Regions from separate parts of the Muntiacus reevesi genome. Here region 1 is linked to region 2. A link is a contact called in public Hi-C data. All regions are on one chromosome and are shown on one strand. The core of a region is the stretch at or near the end of the contact, and the rest is flanking DNA. Distances in the headings are between cores, read along the strand shown.

Region 1 (5,092 bases), core at 1,761-4,260, 160 kb after region 2:
TGCAGATACATCTTTGAGATAGTAATTTTATTTCCTTTGAATATATACCAAGGGGGATTCCTGGATCATATGACCGTTCTATTTTCACTTTTTTGAGGAACTTCCATATTGTTGCCCACCAACATGTATCAGTGTCCCTTTTTCTGTACATCCTTATCAACACTTGTTATCTTTAGATTTTTTAATAGTCATTCTGACAGATGTGAAGTGATACTTTACTGTTGTTATCATTTGCATTTCCGTGATGATTCATGATGCTGACCACCTTTTCATATACTGGTTGGCCATTTGCATGTGTTCTTTGGGAAATTTGTCTATTCAGGTCCTTTGCTCATTTTTAATTAAGTTATTATTATTAATTTGCTATTGAATTATATGAGTTCTTATACATTTTTAATATTAACCCCTTATGAGATATATGGTTTGCAACTATCTTTTACCATTCCAAAGACTGACATTTTTGTAATCCAGTATTTTTAAAAAAAAATTTTCAGATTATAATGTTAAAAAAATACTGAAAAAAGGCATATTATTAAAACCTCACCTCCACAGAGCTAATCAAGATAGTTAGGCTGACCTCTGGTGGCCAATGCCTCACCCTTCAGTAACTGACAAAATGGCATGAATTTGTGGTGAGATAATCCAATAAAATATGGTAAAGGAAATAACAGAACTGCACAGTTAAAAAAGCAACAAAGGTAGCACACACCCAAAGCATAAGGAAGCCTGAGCAATAAAAGGCTACAAAATAAGAAAAATGCCTCCAAATATTAGTTTGTTCTAACTTTTAGTTCACCAGTTGATTTTAGATGAAAAACAAATAGGTTAAGTTCAGTGGTTCCCAAAGAATAGTTCTACACTAATACTGCAGCCACTAGCTCCATTTAGCACTTGAAATGTGGCTAGTGTAAATAATTCTCAATTTATGTTGAATACATGTTGAAATGCTATTTTGGATATACTTGGTTAAAAAAAAATAATGACCTTTCTATGTTTCTTTCACCACAGCTGTCTAGATATTCTGTTTTAATCTACAGTGAGATTATAATTGTTATCAAGCATATTCCATGCACTTTTAAACCTCTATGATTTTCCTGCAGCTGATTAACCTAAAGTACCCACACATCTTGCCTTTTCAGAAATTAGACATCTTGATAATTTTGAAATTATGGGGACTCCAACTACTACCATATTTATTTTAACTAGAATTTGAATACCTACAATGTTTCAGGAATTAGGACTATGAAGCAAGGGAATGTATGAACAAATTATGGCATACTCAAACAATAGAATATTAGCGAAACCTAGATGTACCTCAGTTTCCCCTGCTTAAAAAGGAGAAAGTAGTTTCAAGAGTTGTATCGGAGGATTAAGTGAAGTGCTTAGAACAGTGTCTTGGCATAAAAGGCAATGAAATAAAATACAATTTTATGGCAAGAAAATAAAAATTAAAACATACATTTTTTCTCTGCCTGTTTGGGCCTCCTCCCTCCCCTTTAGTGTGTGTTGTGTAGCTGCACTAACCAGACCTCCTAGGAGATAACCTTCCTTCTTAATCTTGTAGGGGGTCTCGTATGACCTACTACTCTCTTCATACCCATAGATCTGGATTGTGTAAACTGTCAGTAATGCGTTGACTGTCACCCTTCGTCTCAAAAACATATATAATCGTGCTTAGTCCTCTAAAGGGCAGAACAGTTCTCAGAGCTTTCTGAAAGACTATCTCATGGGTTATAATCCTCAGGTTGGCTTGAGTAAAATTTTCCTTTTCCTTCCTAGATCAACCACTGATTACTTTTTCCTAGACAAACGGTCCATAAGGTGTTCAGTTACTGTTACGAAAGTATCAATATGAATAAACTTCAAAAATAACAGTTATGGGAAAAAGCAGGTTCCATATGATTATTCATATAACGTCAGAACATGAAAACAATACAGTATACTTATTCACAGATTTATTCATATGTCATTAACACACAAAAGTTAACAGTAAATTAAGAAAATGCCCCCCACCCCGCCCCGCGCCCTCCAAAAAAGAAGAAAACCCATTACTGCCGGGGAGGGAAGATAGTTCGACAGGAAAAAGGCGTACATGAAGCACTGTAATCTAATTCTGTTGCTTTCTATCTGAAATAACTCCATTAAAAAAAATTAGGAAGGCACTCCAAATTTATCTTAATCTCTATACCCTTTCCCAATCTGTGTTCTCCTTTGTTGAAAACGCTGCCCTTAGGTACCTTTGTGGGGCTTCCCTTGGTGGCTCAGTGGCTCCCTCCTGCCAAAGCAGGAGATGCGGATTAGATCCCAGGGTGGGGAAGATCCCGTGGAGGAGGAAATGGCAACCCACTTCAGTATTTTTGCCTAGGAAATCCCCCACGGACAGAGCAGCATGGCGGACTACAGTCTCTGGGATAGCAGACAGTTGGACGCGACTTAGCGACTAAACATGCACGTTTGTAAACCAGGCCTTCAAAGCCTGTACATCTACAACAAGCTGTATCTAAATTAACTCGAGCCTCTCTTCCCAACTGCCTCCCACGTTTGCAGCCTCTCCACCAGCAATTTCACTGTGGGGCGAGGTTTAAGTAATTAGATGTGAGCACTGACCAGAAGGACAACAACCGCTCAGAATTAAAAAGCGGCTCGCCTCCATCAGAAGACCTCGGAACATTTCCCTTCTCAGTAGAAGCCGGGCCGCTGCGCAGCACTCCCAGACGCCCCAGCCTTCCCTCCTCCCCTTCAGGGGGAGCAGGGATTCTTCCCCTCAGCAGAGTCCCTGTTCTCACCCATGGAGGATCCTTTCTTCTTCCTCGCCTCACCCCCAGCCGCAAGACCCGATTAGGCCTAGCGTCACCAGCTCGGTTCCAATAGTCGAATCTCCACAGAGTTTGCACTCCCGGCGGATATCTCTTCCGGGGGAGCCAATGACCCTTTCTCTTAGAAACGCCAAGTCTTTCTCGGAAAACGGCTTAAAAGACCCTCAGCGCATGCGCCCAAACCGCGTTGTCGAAGGCAGTGGATTCACCTCTTCCCGCTCTCGCCGCTCTACGCACTCGCGGTAGTCTCGCGGTATTTCTTTCTCCCGCGGGAGTTGTTTGAAAGCTTTGGCGGTAACCACGCCCTCGACTGTCTGCTTCCCAGTGGAGACGCGGACCTTGGTCCGTCGGGCCAGCAGTAGGCGAATGTGAACAGGCTTCGTCTCGGCCGGGTATTGGCGCCATGGGGAAGGAGAAGAGATTGCTGCCGATTAAGGAGGCCTTCCAGCTGGCGCAGCAGCCTCACCAGAACCAGGCGAAGCTGGTGGTGGCGCTGAATCGCACCTACGGCTCGGTAAGCGCGGCCGCCCGCGGTCCGGGGCCCCCGCCTCTTCCCTCCCCAGCCTCTCTCCCAGGGGCTTCCCGCTACCCTTCCGACTAATTTCATCACGACTCCAGTCTCTCAACTCCCCAGACCCGGTTCGAAGAGGTCTACGGCGTAGACCGTTAATTCTCTGGTAGTGAATTTAAGAGAAATGTTTGTGCGTACCGGGGCGACCTAGTGTAGGGCTGCATCCTGGGTCCTGAGCCTGGTGGCTCAACGGTTGTTGTCCTTCTGGTCGCCGCCCACATCTAATTACTTAAACTTCGCACCACAGTGAAATTGCATCAGATCACCAATTAGCAAATTAATTGTTAGCACCAGAGTCTTCCTAGTCACGAAAATACTGTGCTTCCTTTTGAATGAAGTCTTGAGACGAATAGGACAATGGTTTTTAGGAAAATAAATTATCTTGAGGTGCTAGAAAAATTATGTCAGTATAATAGGGCTTGAGGATATGAGACAAGATGTGAAAGTTATTATCGGAAAGGAATTGCTGTGTAATATTAAGGGTAATAGGCTTCCCCAGTGGTTCAGAGGTAAAGAATACTCCTGCAGTTCAGGAGCCTCAGGAGACGCGGGTTCGATCCCTGAGTCGGGAAGATCCCCTGGAGGAGGGCATGGCAACCCACTCCAGTGTTCTTGCCTGGAGAATTCCATGGACAGAGGAACGTGGCAGGCTACAGTCCATAGGGTCGCAAAGAGACGCAACTGCAGCGGCTACTTGCCCACGCACATTAAAGGTAATTCGGTAAAATGCAGACGCTGTTATTGATTTTGGATTGTTCATAAAGAAGCAGATTTTTACTAAACTGGTACCAAGGCATCATATGGAGAATTAGAGTGTTGAAAAAAATATCGGAGGAATTCTTTTCACTGTCAAAATTCACGTTTGTTTTCTTTCTGGGAGAAGTACATTTCTTTAGAGAGATTTGTGCAGATTGATTTCCCCTTTGGTGGTTTGGATAATTGAGAGTTTACTAAATAATGATTTTAGTTTGTGGTAAGGGCTGGTGTTTTCAGCTTTTTAGAGTAATGTTGAGAAAAAAGGATTTAATCCATGCAGTTTTTGAAGGGTTTCTTTTCTCTTTCAGGTGGATGACAAGACAGGTTTTCATGAGGAGTTTGTTCATTACCTTAAATATGCTATGGTGGTCTATAAACGAGAACCAGCTGTGGAAAGAGTAATAGAATTTGCGGCAAAGTTTGTTACTTCATTTCACCAATCAGATATGGAAAATGATGAAGAGGAGGAGGAGGATGGTGGCATTTTAAATTATTTGCTTACTTTTCTATTAAAGGTATAGGAAAACTAGAATTTCAGGAGAACAGTATAGAACATTTTGCTATTTTAAAAGGGCCATAGGAGTTTGTGCATCTTAGACAATGAAATATCTGATAATTGAGAAAATGTAAAGGAAATATTAGAACTGTCATTAAGATTAAAATGTGAACTTTAAAAAATAACTCTGCATTAAATTTTTAATGACCATTCTAAGCCAGTTCTCATAAGCATTTGTTTTAAATGGATTCTCTATTTTAGAAGTGAGAGTTCCTACAAAGAGGAATATGCTTTTGTAATTTAGTGAATACTTTAGGCTATGTTTTGAGTCTTTGTGGTATGTAATGTGGATTTAGTATACGTATGGATCAAGGTTTTTCTGCAAGTTATGAGTTATTATTGTTATATATTCTTGAATTCTAAACATACAGAATTCAAATGGTATGTTATTAT
Region 2 (4,538 bases), core at 1,595-4,094:
GATGCTGAGAATATGAACAAACTAAAAAGTTGCTGTGCAATTGTCAGAAACAATAAATCCAACTTTTGGTGCTCTCTGGTGTGGCTCTCATATTCACTTTTACTACTATAAAACCCAGTGATGCTATTAATATAATTTATCTCTTCTGGCTATGTTACATGAACTAAGTAAATTGAGATATGATGAAAAATGTATTTTCTCAATGTTAATAACTTTGGGGCACTTAGTGATGAATTTGTGAGGCAGGTTCCATTATCCCCACATTACAGATGAGGAAAAAGACACAAGAGAGGGTTAGTAGCATGCCAGTGATGTCACCCAGCTAGTAAGTGGGACAGCAGAAATTAAGCCCAGACAGTCTGCCTCCAGGGCTGGCATTCTTAATTGTTTCACTGTAATGCTTGTTTTCACTTCTGGGACTTGAATGGATGTGGAATTTATTTGAAATAACTGAAATAAGAGGGCCATAAGAGAGACTGTCAATGGGTAAACTACTTCCACCATCTGGAACTTCAACCGATCAAAATTCCATTTGTGCAGATTTAGAAGAAAGCTCTCTTTTCTACATTTGTATTGAGTGAATCAAGTTATCCAAAAGTAGTATCTTTTTTTATTTTGACTTTGAAAATGTTTGAGATATTTTTTAATTGGAGTCATTTAGAGTATTTTAAAAACTTGATATGTAAATTGGTGGTTATTGTTATTCAGTCAGAATTTGCTCAAATTCATGTCTGTTGAGTCAGTGATGCCATCCAGCCATCTCATCCTCTGTTACGCCTCATCTGCCCTCAATCTTCCCCAGCATCAGGGTCTCTTCTAATGAGTTCGCTCTTCGCATCAGGTGGCCAAGTATTGGAGCTTCAGCATCAGTCCTTCCAGTGAATATTCAGGGATAATTTCCTTTAGGATTGACTGGTTTGATCTTGCTGTCCAAGGGAGCACCACGGTTCAAACGCATCAATGCTTCAATGCTCTGCCTTCTTTATATTATGTAAATGGGTATAATGTGTCTAAATTGGCTTACAGAAAGGGATATGCATATCCATGTTAACAAATAACATGAATTTAAATTTGATTAAAATTAGGAATAGTGTGTAAACAGGTTTCTCTGGGCATTCATGTCCAGATGCTACTTCAGCAGGAAACATGGAAATGATAAGGGGGAACTACTGGCTTGTGAAAAGAAAAACATTTAGCTTTCTTCTATGTGATTCAGAAAGCCAAGTTGGGATTTGATAGAAGCCTATCAAAGGCTTTTTATAAATAAAAGAATATAAGTAAAAAATAGAATATTTGTTGATAAAACTTTTTATAAATAAAAATAAAACTCTGTGTTTACTAGTGTGTGGGATACAAACAGAATGACCGGATTCCGGATTCCTGTGCTTACCTAATCTGGCTGAGATGAAATTTAGTTCTCATTGCTGGTGTATCTGGCTACCAAGTATTCAGAAAACCTTGGCAGATCCTCAAAACTTCCAGAGACAGGTGGTGTAATCTGCATCTGAATCACTAAGGACAAGGCATGGCTTGCAGAGAGGCATGGCTTCAGACAGCAGCAAATCCAAGAGAGTAGTGGTTTAGAACACAACAGTGTTAATAGATCACTGAAGTTAAGAAATCTAGACTTCAAGTAGCCCTATGGCCATTGGAAACCCAAGAGTAAAATGCAAAATGTTTCCACTGTATTTTTGGTTTTATAGAAGTTACATTTTTAATTACACCATTTGTTATCATATAATAGGCTTATTTTTCCAATATACATTTTTAAAGTCTCAATTTTAATGTCTACCTTTTTAATAGGTAAATATTGCCCAACATACCTCACATAAACAAAAACATTTTGGAGTTCTCAAAAATGTTTTAGGAGTGTGCCTTGCCATGCCAAGCTGCTTTGGTCGTGTCCGACTCTTTGCTACCCCATGGACTGTAGCCCGCCAGATGTGTCTATCCATGGGGATTCTCTAGGCAATAATACTGGAATGGGTTGCCATGCCTCCTCCAGGGAGTCATCCCCTTACTGGGCTTTAGTTTCCTTCTTGACAATTATCTCTACATGATATCACTCTAAATATGTACATGCTTATCCGTCTCTTCCACAAAACAACGGTAAACTCTCCGAAAGCAGAAACTTGCGGTGATTACTGTAACCCCCAGATCATTAAATAGAACCTGGGACACAGATGACTTAACAAATGAACAGGATAACTATAAAGTTAAATATAGTGAAAAAGTATTTAGCTTCTGAAAAGATGAATAAGCAAAAAAAATTTTTTTAACTAGCATAGTGACTTTATTTAATGTAAGCATAAATATCTAAAGCAAATAGCGCCCAGCACACAGACAGGGGGTCTCAACAATGTTATGTCGTTTTTGTTACCTGGATCTCCCCTGAAGGGATTCGGGGGACATTTCCCCAGTTTATTCCAGCTACATGCCCAGTGACTGGATTAGAAAGTGGCACACAGTGAAACTCTCAATAAATGTCTGCGGGATGAACGCGCACCTCCCTTCTACCAGAGGGTAAAACGTGGCCCGAGAAAGCGCCAGGGCCAAAGCAATTTCAGGAGTTGAGAGCGAAGGCGGGAGTGGTACAGGAATACCTGACTCCGCAGGAGGACTCGCTCCACCGTACTTACTGATTCTCCTCTCCACACAACTGTGTTAAATCCTAGCCTTCAATTCTCAAGGTTAAAAAAAAAAAAAAAGTAAAAGCCTGGTTGCCTGTGAGTCTGGAAATAAAGCACCAAACGAAAGGTTTCCCAGGCATCCCACAGACGCCAACTCGCCCCGGACGCTGTCACATGACCACTTACGTCACGTGACCCGCGGGCACCAGCTCCAGGCACCATTTTTAAAATGGCGGCTCCACTGGGAGGCATGTTCTCTGGACAGCCACCTGGACCTCCGCAACCTCCGCCGGGGCTCCTGGGCCAAGCTTCGCTTCTTCAGGCCACTCCAGGCGTTCCGAGAACTTCTAACAGTACCTTGGTGGACGAGTTGGAATCATCTTTCGAGGTAAGATGAGACGTGGGCGTTTGTGTTCCCAGCCTTCCCCCACCCCAGGCATGCTGCGCGTGCGCAGGTTATCTCTTTCAGCGATATCTCCACCCGCTTACAAATAGGGAACCGGGTTCAGAGAGCGTAAGTCACTTGCTTTAGTCGCCACATCGAGTCGTGGCCGAAATTCTCCTTTAGTACGCTGCCTGGAGAATCCCGTGGACAGAGGAACCTGGCAGGCTACTAGTCCACAGGGTCGCACAGAGTCGGGCAATACGGAAGCGACTTAGCACGCAAGCACAGGCTGGCGAATATGCGTCACCTTGACGTTTCTGGAGGCACGCAGACTGGAAGTTTATCCGTACCCAATCGGGGGACCCTTCTTGGTTCTCCATAGGTTGTTCCTGCCTCACTCCAGCCTTGGTCCCGTCCTTGGTTTCCTGCGTTCCTGCGTGTTACGTGCTCACCCTCTAGACTGCAGTGTCTATCATTGTGTCCTGCATCCTTTCCACTGGGCTCCACCCTTAAAGGGTCCTGACGTAGTGGGTCTCTTGGAGCCGAAATGGAATTATTTAAAAGTTACTGTAGGGGAAGTTGGTACTAAGACTGAGGGAGGAGGAGGAAAGCTGGGGGGTAAAGAGAGAGGCAGAGGTGACCCAGACTTTTGAGTTTTGCTGAAACTCATTTTCACTTTGGTTGCATATGACAAGTTTTAAGTCAGAATAGTAATAGATGGTGTGTCATCCAAATATTGCCCCAAATGGTAATTATATAAATATGTAATATTTCCTCCCTTCCACATCCATATACAACTACAACTTAGATGTAATGGGGTCATCAGTGCCTCAGCGGTCTGGGAGATTTTTTCTGTTTTTAAATTGAAGTGTAATCGACATATACTAGTTTCAGGTGTACAACACAATTTGTTATTTGTATGTATTGCAGTGATCACCACAATAAGTCTAGCTAATATCTGTCACCATACATAGTTACAAAAAATTTTTTTTAAATTACTCTGTACATTCCATACCCATGACTTGTTTATCTATTTTTAAAGATTTATTTGTTTGTTTATGACTTCACCGGGTCCCCTCAGGTCTTCATTGCTTTGCACGGGCCTTTTCCAGTTGTGGGGAGCAGGGGCTGCTCTCTAGTTGGGGTGTGCAAGCTTCTCATTGCAGTGGTTTCTCTTATTGTGGAGCACCGGTTCTAGGCCTGCAGGCTTGAGTAGTTGGGGTGCACAGGCTTAGTTGTTCCATGGCATGTGGGACCTTCCCAGACCAGAGCTCAGACCCATGTCCCCCAGATTGGCAGGTGAATTCTTTACCACTGAGCCAGGAGGGAAATTCCCATGACTTATATTTATAACTGGAAGTTCCTGCCTTTTAGCTTTCACCCATTTCACTCATCTCATCACCTGTCTCTGGCAAGCGCCAATCTGTTCTGTGTATCTGTGAGCTTGGTTTTATTGGTGGTGGTGGTGGTTTTAAGGTTCATTAATAAGTGAGATCATATAGTAGTTGTTTTTCTCTGGCTGA

The links. Hi-C and Micro-C count contacts between places; a contact is called where the count stands out from the background.
Region 1: a contact with region 2 is called in a Hi-C map of muscle, with 5 times the contacts expected there. The contact joins the promoter of DCAF16 here to the promoter of MED28 in region 2. A contact is called at or near these places in 2 of 3 Hi-C or Micro-C datasets (blood and muscle).

The regions. Positions count from the first base shown.
Region 1 is chr16:35,595,901-35,600,992 of mMunRee1.1, forward strand. It overlaps DCAF16 (DDB1 and CUL4 associated factor 16), which reads right to left and starts at 3,011. Exons shown (of 2, transcript XM_065907105.1): 1 at 2,787-3,011. NCAPG (non-SMC condensin I complex subunit G) reads left to right here and starts at 3,125. Exons shown (of 21, transcript XM_065907529.1): 1 at 3,125-3,330; 2 at 4,452-4,658. The coding sequence starts at 3,220.
Region 2 is chr16:35,437,864-35,442,401 of mMunRee1.1, forward strand. It overlaps MED28 (mediator complex subunit 28), which reads left to right and starts at 2,845. Exons shown (of 4, transcript XM_065907097.1): 1 at 2,845-3,018. The coding sequence starts at 2,860. It overlaps LAP3 (leucine aminopeptidase 3), which reads left to right. Exons shown (of 13, transcript XM_065907447.1): 13 at 1-74.